3 separate regions of the Macaca mulatta genome follow, and all the other regions are linked to region 3. A link is a contact called in public Hi-C data. All regions are on one chromosome and are shown on one strand. The core of a region is the stretch at or near the end of the contact, and the rest is flanking DNA. Distances in the headings are between cores, read along the strand shown. Region 1 overlaps JMJD1C (jumonji domain containing 1C). Region 2 overlaps JMJD1C (jumonji domain containing 1C). Region 3 holds the start of LOC144331400.

Region 1 (3,050 bases), core at 485-2,984, 440 kb before region 3:
GTCTTACAATCTCATGAGACCACTGTCATATATACATTCCATCATTTTTTGTTTATTTTTTGAGACATGGTCTTGCTCTGTTGCCCAGGCTGGAGTGCAGTGGTGCAGTCATGGCTCACTGCAGCTTCAACCACCCCAGCTCAAGTGATCCTCCTGCCTCAGCTTCCCAAAGTGATGGGATTACAGGAGTGAGCCACTGTACCCAGCTGTGCATTCTGTCACTGACTGAAAAGTTGTTATGCAGCACATGACTGTACTATGCTATTTTATATAAGGGATGTGCACATCTGTGAATTTTGGTATCCGTGGGGCGGGGGGGGTCCTGAAACCAATCCCCCACAGGTATACCCAGGGACAAGTGTAACTGTCTTCTAGAAATGTGCCTCAAAATATGCGTATGTGAGTAGCATTTCTTTCCTGACTACATCTTGGTAGAGGTAAATATCTTAGCTGATATTACGAATCCACTTTTGGTGTGACAGCCATAACTGCATTTTGACAATTCTTAAAAATGGCCAAAATACGAATAACTACTAAATTCCATGCTGAGTTATGCAAATTACCTACAATGACTGTCAGGTAAAACATATATTTCTACAAGTCTTTTAAAAATGGAGGAATAAGTGTTCTCTCATTTCCTCTTAAAGGGGAAATGTTTGTGAAATGTAGAAACGAGATCAATGAGCATACACATAAAGGTAAGGCATGCAAATGAAGACAAAGGATGCCTTTAAGCTCACTGATCTTTAAAGAAGCACACTAATTCAGCTAAAACATTCAGCCCATTTTACCTGAGATAAAACAAAGTAACTGACTTACTATTACTGTTGCTTTGCAACTTCAGTTTACTTTTTTCTTTGGCACTCCTGCTGAGAACTCCATTGGGTTTCAAATCTTCTTCTATTTCACCTTTTCTCTTCTGCAAATCATTTTGCTTCTTTTTGTAAGTTGGCTTAGGTTGTCTTTTAGTCCTTTGCTCTGACTTGCTTTCACTTTCATCTGAGTCTCCACTTTCAGAGCCAGATTCATAAGTTCTTTTGGCTTTTCTCCTATTGACTTTATCATCTTTTACATATTTATCAACTATGATCTTACTATCTACACTATTTTGTATATCACTAGATGTAGAGGCTATTAAATTGACAGAACATGGCTTAATAATTTCTGATACAGAATTCCCTGAATTTTCCATTTTATTAGTATTTTTATCTTCTTCTGAATGTCTGGTGAGCCAGGCCTTTTTCAGTTTAGTATGGTAGTTTGGTTGACTTGTCTGGGAAGCTTGCCCATTTCCTACAGAGTTTGCTTTGTTAATTGTACTACAGATTACAGTGCTATCAAGAGGAAGGGAGGCTGAAAGTGTCTGACTTTTTATAGCATTAGGTTCAGTCTCACTGACATTACTACTTTTATACTGAGCTGCAGCCAATGCTGCCTTGTGCTTTTTTAAATGGATAAAATCAGTTGTGCCTGAGAACCCAGAACTGGGTTGAACAACACTTCCTGTCTTACTACTGGCTAACGTAACTGGTGCTGTGGTGCTGACCTTGCATTCTTGTTTTTGAGCCACTGGCTGACTGACACTTTTTGAAGATGTACATTCTGATGATGTAGAGGCCAAAATGGTATTTGATAAAGAAGAAATTGCTTCTGAACCACCCCAGCTGGAAACACTGGTAGTATCGGCAGCAGATGTGATTACATCCGTTTTGGTATTACACATTGTATTTACAGACATGACTGAACTGGGAACACTGCCCTGTGAGACAGCCTGAAAGTTTTTTTCAGATTTTGTGTGAACACTGTCTGAATTCACATTTGGCAAAATGATTCTTCCAGTTTCTCCGGCTTCTGCTAGTTTGAGGCAATCTGTTTTATGTGCCCCAGCTGAAGATCTTTCACTAACTCGATCTTTAGAAGCTAACTGCACTGCTGGCATACTATCAGTTTTTGTACTAGAAGACGGACGCACAATGACAGATGCCATAGCAGCCTGTAACTTTCCGCTGCTTTTCTCCACATGCCATTCGGTTTTCTCTTTGCTGAAGTTATTATTAGGTCTCCACATCTCTGTCAAACTCTGTTCTGAAGAACTCTTAAAATTTGCCTGAGAGTCTTTTGGCTCGGGTATTAGAGTTGGAGGCTTCTGTGACTCTTGAATTTTACCACCAGCATTTACTGGCATCACAGGAGTTAAAGTTGGAGGGGAAAGGCTACTATAGCTGCCTTCCTTTCTTTCCAGGCTGTGATGGATTGGTGGGTGAAATACTGGTGCTCTATGTAATGCAGGCATACTGCGGAGTGTATTTGTAGAAGAAATTGTCAAATGGGTAGGACTCCTACAGTCATTTCTGAAGGCTGTTACTGAGTGAGATGCAATCTGATGAGGAAGATGTTCTGGTATCTTGCCTACTAAACCTTCACTTTCTGGTTGGTGTTTAATCAAAGGTGGAGGCTTTGAAAGAGATGTTATAAATGAAGTCAGAGTTTGAGGATTAGCTGCTGCTGCTGCAAGGGCATTACTCTGTTTATCACCATAAATATTTGAAATTTCTTTGGATGGGTATGATCTTGGTGGTTCATTGACCACACTATTAGACAATGTAGTGAAATAGTTACTTTGGGGTAAACTCTGAGGCACTGAGTGCTTCATTTTATAAAGATCTGATACTGAGCGTTCTACATCCATATCTTGTTTGATGGCATGGCTTTTAGGACTGGACGATGATGATGCCACTCTGGAATAATTCTCTCTCTCACCCTCAAGTCCCTTGATTTTAGTTGTAAAGGGAGCAACATCAATACTTTCTTGAAGAATTCGACGGTGTTCCTCTTTGTATTTGTTTAATCTCTCTCCAGTCTCCTGGGGTGGTCTCTGTAATTGATTTAATACTGGATCCACAAAATGCCTATGTAAGTGACAATCTTTTCCAGTCTGTGACCTATTTAGATCCAGGTCATTTTTTGCTGACGTGGATGCAACAGACCGTAATGGTTCCATAAAAGCTTTCCTTTCTAATTCTCTGCAAAGAAAATACACAAATATTTCT
Region 2 (3,066 bases), core at 75-2,574, 390 kb before region 3:
AGTGCTGAGATTACAGGTGTGTACCACTATGCTGCACAGCTCCCCTCTTTTTTCATGAGATAGGGTCTCCCTCTGTCACCGAGGCTCAAGTGCAGTGGTGAGATCATGGCTCACTGCAGCCTAAACCTCCTGGGCTCAGGCGATCCTCCTGCCTTAGCCTCCCCAGTAGCTGGGACTACACAGGTGCACTACCATGCCCAGCTAATTTTATTTTGTTGTAGACAGGGGTTCTCCCATGTTACCCAGTCTCAAATTCCTGGGCTCAAGCAATCCTCCCACCCCGACCTCCCAAAGTGCTAGGATTACAGGTGTGAGCCACCACACCCAACCCAGGTTCTTTTCTGACTATCACAAGCTGTGTGAACCTAGATGCCAAGTCACAGCTGAGCTAAACATCACTTTCTCCGCCTACCATAGAAAATTACTACCACATATTCTCTTCCTTATATTTATTTCTTCTTTTCAACGTTTCATTCCCCTATGCCATCTGTAATTTTAGTAGAAAACATAAATATTAGATCTAAAAGGTCTTGTAAAGGAGCGAGGACAGGTAGGTGAATTGATACTGACACACATAAGTCAAATGAAAACTAGTGTTATGAGAAGCAATACCTATGAGTTAGGAGAATAAACCCGTCAAAAAAAGGAGATTCTGGGGCGGGGAGAAAAGGGAATATGTGACTTGAGTTCCCGACTTTCTAGTTCCCATTTCCAGTCTGAGTAAAGTTCAGCTGTAGTTTCTTGCTGTGGATGTACCATGACAGTGCCTGCTGTATCATCACAATAATCACACCCTTTTAAAATTTAGTCTACTTTACATAGTTTCTATTTTGCTTCCTTCTCATTTGTAAGTTAGACTTCTCAAAGAGTTGAGTGGATTAATAAATTAATATGTATCCTGAAAGCATTACACAAAATAATACAATCATTTTCTTCATAAAGCTAACATCAGAAATAAAATAATGCACATGAAAATATTCTAATCCTAATTAAATTCTAATCCTAATAAAATATTACTATTATACTGAGGAACAAAACTGAGATTTTAAATATGACCATGTTTCAGTAAGATTATGCAATTAAGAAAAAGAATAAATCAATCCTATGATCTTATTTTGATTGGAAAAAAGAAACCAGAAAATCTTTCTCAATGGCAACTAGTGATGGCTTAGAGTCTACAAGCATAATTTCACATACTTTAAATTCATAGCAGCAGCTATGAAAATTTAAAAGGAGACTGGCAGATTTTTCAGCATATGATCACAGCAGATTTCGGACCGGGAAAGAACTACTGCCGTGACTTATAAATGTTTTTAATCTGAATATTGCAGAATAGCTCATGCTTGGGCCAAATTTCAGTCAAAATAACATGTTCCCGAACTCTGAGGATACATTTTCAACACATCAAGTTTTGCAACCAATTTTTACAAATGAAGAGCTCCTTTTTAAAATAGCAACAGATATGTACGGGGGTAATTTATGGGACCTTAATAAGCATGTTTCATTACTATTTTTGAAATCACAGCTATATAAAATAATATAGGTAGGTAATGGAATATTTAAATAGAATACAGAGCAAAATTACTGAATATTAAAACATGATAAAGCAACTTTATATTAAAAATAATTTTTAAAAAACAAGGAAGTATATTCACACTCTGCTTTAGCTGCTGGTTCCTCTTTTCTTGTCCATCCTACTATCGAGGCTTCAGCTTAGTTCTACTACTGCAAGCTGTCACTTTTGACTTGAAATGGAATAAAGCCAAATATTACAAAATAGCTGTTTCCTGTTCTGGCCTCATCTCCTAGACCACCCCCAGGCTATGCCTGCCCATGGATGCTCATCCTACCAAGTCAATGATCTACCAGTAGTCAGTTAACAGTTATGTATTTTTAATACTTTCAGCACAGTATATATGCTACAATTGTTCTCATTTTACGTCAACAAGGCACCTCTAAATTTTAATCAAATGTTAAAATGAAGGCAAAGTACAACGGAAAAGGGAGATGCATATGAAAACTCATGGAGTAACTAGGAACGTGTTCGACGCCTGTCAAAATATAATCCAGAAACAGATATAGAAAAAGAGTAGCCAGGCGCAGTGGCTCACACCTATAATCCCAACACATTGGGAGGCCGAGGTGGGAGGATTACTTGAGTTAGGAGTTTGAGACCATCCTGGCCAACATTGGTGAAACCCTGTCTCTACTAAAAATACAAAAAATTAGCCGGGCGTGGTGGCTCGCACCTGTAGTTCCAGCTACTGAGGAGGCTGATGTGGGAGAATCACTTGAACCAAGGAGATGGAGGTTGCAGTGAGCCGAGATCACTCCAGCCTGGGTGACAGAGTGAGACTTCATCTCAAAAAAAAAAAAAAAGAAGAGAGTAGCAAGTGCTGAGTAAGTACTATTAATCCAAATGATCCTGGTTTTCCAGTTCTGCAGAACATTTGATTTGCATCTGGCACCCTAACTGAAAAGTTCTTTTAAGATAAACATAGCTTTAGTTGAATGACTCTTATCCTAAAGACTAAAATAATTAGGGCTTGATTCGTTTAATGTTGACCAGTTGACCAGAAAAGGCTGGTTTTTCACCTTCAACAAGTTCACAGACGTAGTGTACTCACTGCTATAAAGGTCATTTAGTCTAACTCTTTTATCTAATGCTTAGAGGACTTCCAGACCTTAGTATTATAGCTACAAAGTGTCTTCCCAGAGCCAAACAAAAAAAAAAAAGAATTTTGTACCTTATTGAATATCACTTCTACTTTCTGAGACAAAAATAACTATCAGCCACAAGTAGAGTACATGACTTTCCCTTTGGAAAAAAGGTAAGGGTGTGCTGTAAAGGATAACACCACAATATAGTTTTGCACTCATCTTTTCTAATGTCATTTTCTTAAAATAATAGTTTAAGAAGTCACAATGAAATCTTACCTACTTATTCTTCATAAAAAGGGGGAGAAGAAAAAAACACTACTACAAAAACATGTTCTATTATACACTGTCTATGGGTTATATTGAGAGTTGAAAAAGTTTGTTTAGCACCAGCTGGAGAAAAAAATG
Region 3 (3,211 bases), core at 67-2,566:
TCCCCCTCCCCCACCTGGGGTTTGCTGGCTACGCAGCTGTAGTCCCACGCCAGCACTAAGGTCCGCTGGTCGACATATGAGGGTTTTCTTTGGGGCATCCTGTAGAACTGCCCTATTTTCTCTACCACTTTGAGAAGCCCCAAGGGCTGCTCGGCGGCGAGGCACAGACTGGGCTGGAAACTTTTCCTTTGGGCAGTGAGTCCCGGAGAGCCAGGAGGCCCAGGCTCCCCCCCGGGAGCCTAGGGGGCTTGAGGTTCTGCTGGCTTTTAAGTCAGCTAGGAGGGAAAACTCCCAGCCCCTCCCACGCGTCCGCCCAGACTCGCCGGCCGCCTGCCCCGGGCAGGGAACGCGCACATCTGGCGGCCCAGGAGCCACATCTGATGCACGTAACCCTCGGCACCCAGATGTCCCAGAGGCCGGGAGAATCAAAGAACGCCAAGGGCGGGGCGGCCGCGGCGCGGCTCCTCCCTCGGACAGCGGGAGTCCAGATGCGGGGGGGCGCTCTCCAGGGCCGAGCTGGGAGGTTGTGGTGCAGGGCGGGTGGGTGCAGTGAGGCAGGAGCCGCGCTGGGGGGCTGGGCTGACGGGAGGGAACCTGGAGCCTCGCCGGGGAGAGGAAGGCGGCGGTTGGGTGCTGGAGGGCGCTGGTGCCGTGCCAGTGGGCGGTGGCGGCTTGCGCCATCCCCCCAACCGCCGTCACCGTGCCCGCCCCACTGCGTGGGATTTTATAACCTAGGTCCCCGGGAGGTGGTGGTGGAGGGAGGGGCGGCGGGGATGTTTCCGGGGCGGGGGAGGGGCGCACTGCTCCAGGTCTGGAACGAGGGCAGGGCTCCCCTCTGCTTCTCGCCTCTGTTCCTGCGCTGAGACGCAGGCGTTTCCTGGCGCGGAGCGACTCGCCCCCCAGCTCCCCTGCATAGTCCTGGGAGTCGGGATGCGGGTCAGCCCAGATGACCCGACTCGGAGATCCTCGATCCCCTACCCAAGTCTTTAACCGGAGAGGGAGGAGCTACCAATGTCCTCCAGACGTTCTCCAAAGCCCGAGCTGCCTGGAGAAGCCTGCGCAGGGCGGGGGCGCCCCTCAGACGTTTGTTTGCACGTAGGGGTTTTGACGTTTCGCTAAGCAACAGCGTTTGCCAGGGAATCAGGGCTGTTTCGAAGAGCTTGCGTTTATTGGATGCTCCCATCTTGAACAAATCGTTTCCATTCGATTTGTTTAACCAAGGCGAGGGCGGACTGTGTTCTTACTTAAAAGTTGTCCTTCATCCAAGCTGTCCTCAGATTTTCATTTAAGGGTGTCATAACACCCCAGGTCGTTGCGCAAATGTTTTGTGACAATTTAGAAAACCAGAGGGGGGAAAATATCCTTAGAGAAAAAAATCATAACCAACAAGAAAATTATGTTAAATGATGTTGGTCCTTTTTCATTGGATGGTCCCAGTTGACGCATACTCTCTTCCAAACCCAGTGACTATTCAGAGTCTTCAATTTATGGCAAATCTCCCGTTGGGGGCGAAGTGCATGAATGGGTCCCACCTTATTCACCAGCTGAAACTGTGAACAAGCCTTGGGGTTTCCTCTCCCAAAGACTGCCAGGCTTCACTGAGAATCAAAAGAAAATAGGGTATTAAATGCCTGCGGTTAGTTTTCAAATATGAACTCTTCCATTGCCTACTTCTGTGACTCGTGGCAAATTACTCAATCTCTTATGCCCCTGGTGCTGCTTAGAGACAGGGTCTCACTGTGTTGCCCAGGCTAAAGTACAATGGCACGATCCTAGCTCGTTGCAGTCTCAAACTCCTGGGCTCAGACTATCCTCTGGCCTCAGCCTTCCAACGAGCTAGGGTTACAGTCGCATGCCACCACACCTGGTTAATTTTTTATTTTTGTTTTTTAGAGATAGGGAGTCTCACTGTGTTGCCCAGGCTCGCCTGAAACTCCTAGCCTCAAGCATTCCTCCCAGCTCAGCCTCCCAAAGTGTTGGGATTACAGGCGTGAGCCACCATGCCTGGCAAGCTTCATTATTTCTAAAATGTAACTGTACATTTTAGAGTAGCATAGGGGTGGTGTAAGGGTTAAGGATTAATGATAGTACAAATCAAGTGCTTAACACAAAGTTTGATGCATAGGAAGGACATAATTGTCATTATCAATGTGAGTAGACTGTTTACCACCAAAATGAAAGGTGTGGGCAATGGTAACTAGGTAGCCTCCAGAGATCCTTTTTTAAAAGGAGTATGAGTTTTAATACACTGGTTGAATGAATAAAACCCACAACACTCTAGGCACATCTCCAGTCCTTCCCCTGGCAGAGTTTTCAGTCTAACTAGAGGAAATTGGATGAAATGATAGTGATGCACACATAGTCTTTCATCATACTGTGAAAGCCTTTTAAAACATGGATTTGACTTCTGGGTTTCCCATTATAACCTCTTCCCAAAGAAGATGATTCGTTCTTTCAGAATATTTCACTAGGGTGATGATAAGGTATTACAGATGTATGCTGAAAACATCTCTTTTTCTGCAGAGCCCCTTCTTCCTTTGGAATTTTAGAAGAATCTGATCAAGGCAACCTCTGTATTAAGTGAAAATTTGGGAACTCAAAAATATATTAGATGCACAGAAAGTGCAATTCTGAAAAGGTCAGGGCTATTGTGTATAGAGGGGAGCTGCTGAAACTATAGGAGTCTTTTAAATTTTTCAGGCTCAGCTTCCTTTGCTTTAAAGTTAAAGAAGGGTTGGACTGGTTCTTCCTTCCTACACTCAAACTCTTTGGTTTCAAAGGTAGCTGTGTCCAAGGGGTATTTTCTGTGTATTCCAGAGCCCTGACCAGGAAGGGAAGGACTTTGAGAGGCTTTGGGCTTGACAAAATATCATGGCCAAGTGTGGTGGCTCACACCTGAAATCCCAGACTTTGGGAGACTGACACAAGAGGATCGTTTGAGCCCAGGAGTTTGAGATTAGTGGGCAACATAGTGAGACCCTGTCTCTTAACCAAAAAAAAGAAAGAGAAAAAAAAAATCGTGGAGTGATGAGAGAAGCTAAGGAACTCAGACCAGTACTGAATTATAACCAGGTGTATGTACTAACGTATTTCTTTTTGTTTGTTTGTTTTTGTTTTGAGACAGAGTCACGCCCTGTCACCAGACTGGAGTGCAGTGGCACAATCTCGGCTCACTGCAACCTCCGCCTCCGGGGTTCAAGCGATTCTCCTG

What was found. Hi-C and Micro-C count contacts between places; a contact is called where the count stands out from the background.
Region 1: a contact with region 3 is called in a Hi-C map of fetal cortical plate, with 2.4 times the contacts expected there. The contact joins the enhancer-like site here to the promoter of LOC144331400 in region 3. A contact is called at or near these places in 4 of 14 Hi-C or Micro-C datasets (CD4 T cells, fetal cortex germinal zone, fetal cortical plate and 1 more).
Region 2: a Hi-C map of blood shows a contact between it and region 3, with 2.6 times the contacts expected there. The contact joins the enhancer-like site here to the promoter of LOC144331400 in region 3. A contact is called at or near these places in 2 of 14 Hi-C or Micro-C datasets (blood and fetal cortical plate).

Annotation. Positions count from the first base shown.
Region 1 is chr9:86,597,970-86,601,019 of T2T-MMU8v2.0, reverse strand. It overlaps JMJD1C (jumonji domain containing 1C), which reads right to left. Exons shown (of 26, transcript XM_077946712.1): 10 at 820-3,023. Among named protein-coding and RNA genes, the nearest start is that of NRBF2, 77 kb to the left of the region's middle. Within about 2 kb of position 1,734, at least 12 of the 40 cell types and tissues checked have an H3K27ac peak or open chromatin away from gene starts, as enhancers often do. A contact at or near this core is called in fetal cortical plate, where this site is marked.
Region 2 is chr9:86,547,794-86,550,859 of T2T-MMU8v2.0, reverse strand. The region is part of intron 4 of JMJD1C (jumonji domain containing 1C); the gene reads right to left. Among named protein-coding and RNA genes, the nearest start is that of MIR1296, 120 kb to the right of the region's middle. Within about 2 kb of position 1,324, at least 10 of the 40 cell types and tissues checked have an H3K27ac peak or open chromatin away from gene starts, as enhancers often do. A contact at or near this core is called in blood and fetal cortical plate, where this site is marked.
Region 3 is chr9:86,162,029-86,165,239 of T2T-MMU8v2.0, reverse strand. LOC144331400 reads right to left here and starts at 1,316. Exons shown (of 2, transcript XM_077947934.1): 1 at 1-1,316. The coding sequence starts at 681.